Linked DNA regions of Zea mays: region 2 is linked to region 1. Evidence: chromatin contacts called from public Hi-C data. All regions are on one chromosome and are shown on one strand. Each heading gives the region's core, a stretch centred on a gene start, on an enhancer-like site or on the middle of the called end of the contact. The rest is flanking DNA. Distances are from core to core; before and after follow the strand shown. Region 1 holds the start of LOC103640243. Region 2 holds the start of LOC103640332 (probable galacturonosyltransferase 13).

The links. A called contact is a pair of places that touch in the nucleus more often than the background predicts.
Region 2: a contact with region 1 is called in a Hi-C map of leaf, with 8 times the contacts expected there. The contact joins the promoter of LOC103640332 here to the promoter of LOC103640243 in region 1. A contact is called at or near these places in 6 of 25 Hi-C or Micro-C datasets (ear, endosperm, leaf and 1 more).

Annotation. Positions count from the first base shown.
Region 1 is chr1:161,862,849-161,866,023 of Zm-B73-REFERENCE-NAM-5.0, forward strand. It overlaps LOC103640243, which reads right to left and starts at 1,422. Exons shown (of 6, transcript XM_008662863.4): 1 at 780-1,422; 2 at 148-310.
Region 2 is chr1:162,158,097-162,161,271 of Zm-B73-REFERENCE-NAM-5.0, forward strand. LOC103640332 (probable galacturonosyltransferase 13) reads left to right here and starts at 1,749. Exons shown (of 6, transcript XM_008662937.3): 1 at 1,749-2,732. The coding sequence starts at 2,522.

The DNA of each region.
Region 1 (3,175 bases), core at 172-2,671:
GCACATAAAGAAACGCATTACTTAGCATTCTTTACAAACACTTCAATTTCGATCAACAAGTAGGATAAGGATCTTCTCTGATGACAAACAGAAGGTAAACGAGCATTGGTTCAGAAAACCGCAAGAAGGACATCTCATACTACTTACCAAGTTCTCGGATGCAAAACGACGGTGTCTGAGAGATTCTACGAGCCGACCCTAAAGCTTCTGTATGTGTATCTCCCAAGAAACCGATCTACGAATGCCAGCTTATCAGTTCGTCTTTGTCATAAGCAGAAGAAAAGTCCAGGTAGTGTCAGCAACAAGAGACCTGTAATTTGTCATTTGTAGGACGTCAGGGAATGGGAAGAAAAAGAAGGCGTGAAGGGCCATAAATGCAAGCGACAAAAAATATTGAAGACGAGATCACAAACCACAGCAAACTACAGAGCCAGAAGGATTCCAAATAATGAAGCGCTAAAAATCAGAGCTTTCTGAAAAATCGCAACATCACAAGCACACTGCAAGGATAATATTATCAAACCAAAATCAAGAAAGTTGTCAGCTTTCCCACACTATTATCCAACCAAAACCACAACATCAAAAAGGACACAAATTTTTCGCACAGGCAAAATTTAGGCAGGAGTAGAACATCATATGGCCAATAAGCAGAGGGGAGAACCTCCAAGAACAAGACTTCCGACCCCGAACTCATCCGCTGAAACAATGGCGGCCAGGCCAGAATAGAACAGAGGGAAGCAGCCAAGAACAGGAGATAATCCGTCCCCTCAACTGCTCACCATGTCACGGGGGGGCGAAGCCCACCGGCCGCATTGGAACTGCCATGATCCAACAAAAGATTCCGCCTCTCCCCACTTCCTCAAACAAGGAGACAAGGCCAACCAACCAAACAGCAACACCTATAAACAAGTACTAATTTATCGCCATCCACATGGACAGAGATACAATCCTCCGTCACTAGGCCATGGACGGGAGCAGACCCAGATGCAGACGACGGAGATTAGATTGGCCAGCAGATGACGGTGAGAGGGATCTTCTCCTCCTCGGCTCCCTCTCTCTCCCCTTTCTCTATCTAGTGGAGAAGAAGAGAGAAAATGGGCTTCTCGAAGAACAGGAAAAGTTTGTCAACTTCTGGTCTTCTTATTCTCTGCCGGCTCCTCTTCTCTTGTAGGACGCCCTGGCGGAGTATATTGTTCTCACTCTACCAAGGTTTGGTGGTGGATAGGAGAAGGCATTGATTTTCTTCATCACTTTGCATTGGGGTTCGGGTGCAAAAAGCCATAAATTAGGGGCTTCTCTGTGCCTTTCCCATTCCTCTCTTTTTTTTCCTCCGTGGTGACTGGTGAGTTCAGCTTTTTGGACAATTGCAGACGTGGGTGATTTTCTGCCGATAGATTTGCAAATTTGGCATCGTTCTCATGGGCTGTGAGAATTTACCATTAACTCTATAATTTATAGACACGTATGGACCCATATACTATAGAGACGATTATAACAAAAAAACAAATTCAGCATAGATTTTCAATTATTCCATTCTTTGCCCTCTCACACACACTATCTCTCTTTCCCTCCCTCTAGGAGTGGCTGGAGTGCCTTTCTGACTTTCTCTCTCCTGTGCCTCTGGATTGGAGCATGGAGAAAGGAAAGGCAGGAAGATCATAAATGTAGCAGCACCGCTACATGCACACACCGAACCTGGAAAACCGCAACAGCGTAGTTCTTGTCCCCTAGCTGACCGGTGACAAATTCACAACTAATCACCTGATACCGAAAGGGGTGTCTTAGAGGGTGTTTGGTTTCTAGGGACTAATGTTTAGTCCCTTCATTTTATTCCTTTTTAGTATATAAATTGTTAAATATAGAAACTGAAATAAAGTTTTAGTTTCTATATTTGGCAATTTTAGAACTAAAATGGAATAAAATGTAGGGACTAAACATTAGTCCCTAGAAACCAAACACCCCCTTATCTTGTCGTTGATCTACACATATCAAGTGTTTCTTTCCTCGCTAATTTTGGTTTGGATTTATGTGCAGTGCATAAAGAAAGGCTGGAACAGGAGTCAAAAGCAGGAGCCGTTTCTTCAATTCATTTGTTTCTCCGGCTGCGTAAGCGTAATGGATGGTTTAATGAGAAGTTATGTCATTTTCCTGGACCTGGATTCGAAGGATTCCAATTGTACTCGCGTCCACTGTACTGGTCAATTCTTACAGGCAAGGACGGTCATTTACTAAAATCATTAGGCCATGTGTAACTCCATTTAGGGCCCGTTTGGCAAAGCTCCAGCTCCTGCTTCTTTAGCTCTAGATCCTGATCCTCGTGAGGAGCTGATCCTCCTGATTCTCCTAGAAAATCAGAATCATTTTTAAAACTGTTTGGCAAGTAAACTGATTCTTGTCTTCTGAGAGTTGGTGGTCTGTAGCGATTGTCTGTTTTACTCTTTGCAGTTCAACTTTATTACAAATCAATAAGTAGGATGCATATACGGAAAAATATATGAAACAATAACATATAAAATATTCCCATCATAGTAGTGCATAAAATGGTCTCAAATGTTTAATCCATAAATTGGCTCGTTATGTTTTTGTCCAATGGCAATTGCGGGTAATTTCGATCAAACTTTAAGGGGAGGTCCATATTTGGTTGGTTGAGGAGCTGTTTTAAGGGAGGGTGGAGCAGGTTTTTTTAGATCCCACCTTTCTTCACAAAAAACGACTCCTGATCTTTCGGCTCCACACGAGAATCAGTTTAAAAAATACTCGTTTGGCACGGCTCCTCTAGATCCTCGCTTAGAATCAGGAGGTGGAGCTGTGCCAAACGGGCCCTTAATATGGTCTATTGAGGGGGTTTTAAGGAGCTAATTGAAAAAATATAAGAGACGGGTTCTTTGTGAAGAGCTCGTCTCCTCACGACTCTCTATACATGTTGTTTCTTAGCTATATTTATTATCGAGAGTCTCATGGTTATATTGTGAAGTCTCTTAGTTGTCTTTTGTATTTTGAAAACCGAACAGGAGTCTCAGGGTTGTACATGCCCTTACACAACTTGGATGAAAATTGCACGGTACTGTGCATCGACACATGCCTACTGAGATGTTTGAATTGACGAAGTTTTTGCTCACCAAACCTCTATTTGTCTATTTATCACATACTACATAATAATCAAGACCAAGCCTGG
Region 2 (3,175 bases), core at 499-2,998, 300 kb after region 1:
TCTTTGAGTATGTAACATCCATTGTGAATAGCACTTGTGCTTCTTGCAAAAGAAAGGATATATTACACACATAAGCATCGTTTGAATCTCTTATCAAAGTTGGAGAGTGGAGAAATTTCATCAAGGAGAGGCAAACAACAAGAAACATCATTGTCAAGACCTGGAGATACAAGATGGAGATCTCATTACAAGACTTTGCTCCGTATTGAGTCAATGTGGGAATCAGTGATAGAAGTTTTAGAAAGTGTGCACCAAGATGAGCGTAATCCATTAGGTGCAGGTGGCTTTGTTGGGAAAATGGAGTGTTTCAGCTTTGTGTTTATGATAAAGTTGATGTTACAAATCCTCCGTATCACAAACGAGCTTTCTCTTCTCTTGCAAAGAAAGGATCAAAACGTTGTCCAAGCCATGTCTTTGGTTCTTGATGTGAGAACACGTTTGATAAATTTGAGAAATGATGGTTGGGAGCCATTGTTGGAAGAAGCCACAACATTCTACCTTGCAAATGATATCCCAATACCAAATATGAGTGATGTTGTACCACGATTTGGTCGATCAAGGAAAGGTGGGAGAAATAATATTACCACAGAGCATTTTTATCGTGTTGATACTTTCTATGCTGCTATAGATTCTATCACTACAGAGTTTGATCATCGCTTTAATGAGCTATCTCAAGAGTTGCTTGTGTGTTTTTCTTGTCTTGACCCAAGGGATTCGTTCTCTAAGTTTGATGTGGATAAGCTTGCTCGGCTCGCGGATATCTATTCTGATGATTTTTTTCTTTTGATGATTGCAAGACTATAAAAGATCAGCTAAGAACTTTTATTATTCATGTACGAAGAATTGAAGAGTTTAAAGCTTGTTGTGATCTTGCTAGTCTATCGAAGACAATGGTTCAGCTTGAGAGGCATATTGTGTTTCCACCGGTATATCGACTTATTGAGTTAGCATTGTTGTTACCGGTGGCGACTACAACAGTGGAAAGGGCCTTCTCAGCTATGAAGATTATTAAGACTGAGTTGCGCAACAAGATGTCCGATGGTTGGTTAAATGACTCGATGGTGTGCTACATTGAAAGAGAAATTTTTAAAGGATCGGACCTTCAGAAAATAAAGAAGGCATTTCAAAATAAGAAAACTAGACAAATGCAATCGCCTAGATCTCCTAGAACTAGACTCAACTAAAGGTATATTCTTATTTCACTTGTTCAACAATTTTTACTTCATATTGACATTCGTAACTCATTTTTTTCTTTTTTCAGATTTTATTCGCTATATGACATTTGGTTGTAAATGGATTGTAATCAAGATGACTATTAAATAAGGTATTTTTCAACATATATTACTTATTTTGTAGTTACAAGTTATTTTAAACTGTGTCATAAATTTTATTCTTCGTTGCGTTAGCAACACCTAAATTTTCTGGCGTCCTCCGCTACTATTGGGAGATATGGGTCCAATAGAAGCCCCTTGTGGTTATGTGAATGAGGTTCTACTTGCACGAAGGGAGTCAATGAAAACATGAGCTAATATCAATGGTCACTACCTCTATCGTGAAATGTTTGGTTGATGAGTGACAGATTTTAAACTAGGTTAAATTAATTTTTATTTGAAAAGTGGAAATGGTCCCGTCGATGCTCTTGGCATTGATCCTATTAGTTGATACACTTTCGTCGTTGATCGGTATATCTAGCATAATTATTTCTACGAGTAGATCATATGTGCACCTGTTTATTTAGATATATTTGTACATCTTTAAATTATAAATTGTTTCTAAAATTTCCTAAATAGACAGTAGGATTTACAAAAACTTCAATAAACGGTGAAAAGTCCATAGCCTGGCATCGTGCTGCGGTGTCCGAGTGATTCATCGTCTTCCCGGAACCAACAGGCCGCTGTTTGACTTTGACCCAACCACACCACGCGGGACGGGGCTCCGCCTCCGACCCCGCGCCGACCTAACGTGACCAACTCACTCAACCTCGCTGCCGTGACGTGCCGTACCGTGCCGCCCTGTCCATCGGGTCAAATCCCTCGTCGCTTCCTCTCCGCCTCCTCGCCACTTCTCCGCTAATCCCCAATCCGGAACCTCACCGCGGAGAACCCCAGATCAAACCCTTCCCCGCCCATTCCCACTTCCATCCTTCCAGTACGATCCGTTTCTTCCTTACTTCCCTGCTCATCCGAGGGTGAGGAAGGAGTCGGGCGAGGAATCCACCGCCGGGGTTTCTTGATCCGGGCGCGTGATTCGCCGCGCCCAGGCACCAGTGAGAAATCAAATCAAGAACGGGGTGGGGGAAGTGAGACGAGGGCGCGGGGAGCAATCAAGATCGCTTCTTGGAGCTTTCGGCCCCCCCGAGCCAATGCCGGATCCGGTTAGCGGCGCCCCCCGCTCCCACGGCGCCGGGCTGGCATGCCCCCTCTGAGCGCCCCCGCCTGCCTCCGCGGCTCCCGATGCTCGTGTGGTCTTCGGGAGCAGGAGAGGGAGCAGCGGCCGTCGTGGGCGGCGGCCAGGAGCGAGGATGCAGATCCGGCTGTCGCCGAGCATGAGGAGCATCACCATCTCCACTAGCCATGGCCTGCTAGACTTGATGAGGTTCAAGGTCGCCGCGCGACACTTCTCCTACCGCACCGTCTTCCACACCGTCCTAATCCTCGCCTTCCTCCTGCCTTTCGTCTTCATACTCACCGCCGTCATGACTCTCGAGGGCTTCAACAAGTGCTCTTCACTAGGTACGTACGCCAGCAGCAGCAGCGGTTGCTACTTCTGTTCTGAGACAGTGCATATAGCTACTCCCAATTACATTCTCCTAGAGATCACCCGTTACTGAAATGGCTGCCGTGTGCTGCTACTTCCATTCCTGAAATGATGTCAGTACTGAAACAGTTTGAGATAATGCATTGCTTGACTAACAATGCTCCGTGGGTATGTGGTAGCACGGGATGCCTGATTTGGTTGGTGGAAAACAGGAATGAGGCTGATAAACTTGGCTTTGTTGACCTGAATAATTGTTACGTTGCGCACATGTAACTGCATTGATCATGACTAGCGTGCCTTGTGCTGCTCTAGTGCCTCTTTAGGCAACTTGGTCGCATACATGCTTATTTGCTGAGCAACCACCAAGGTGCTGTCTTGGTTTGCTCCATAGTTATTAAAGCGTCCTTAAGGCGACGCT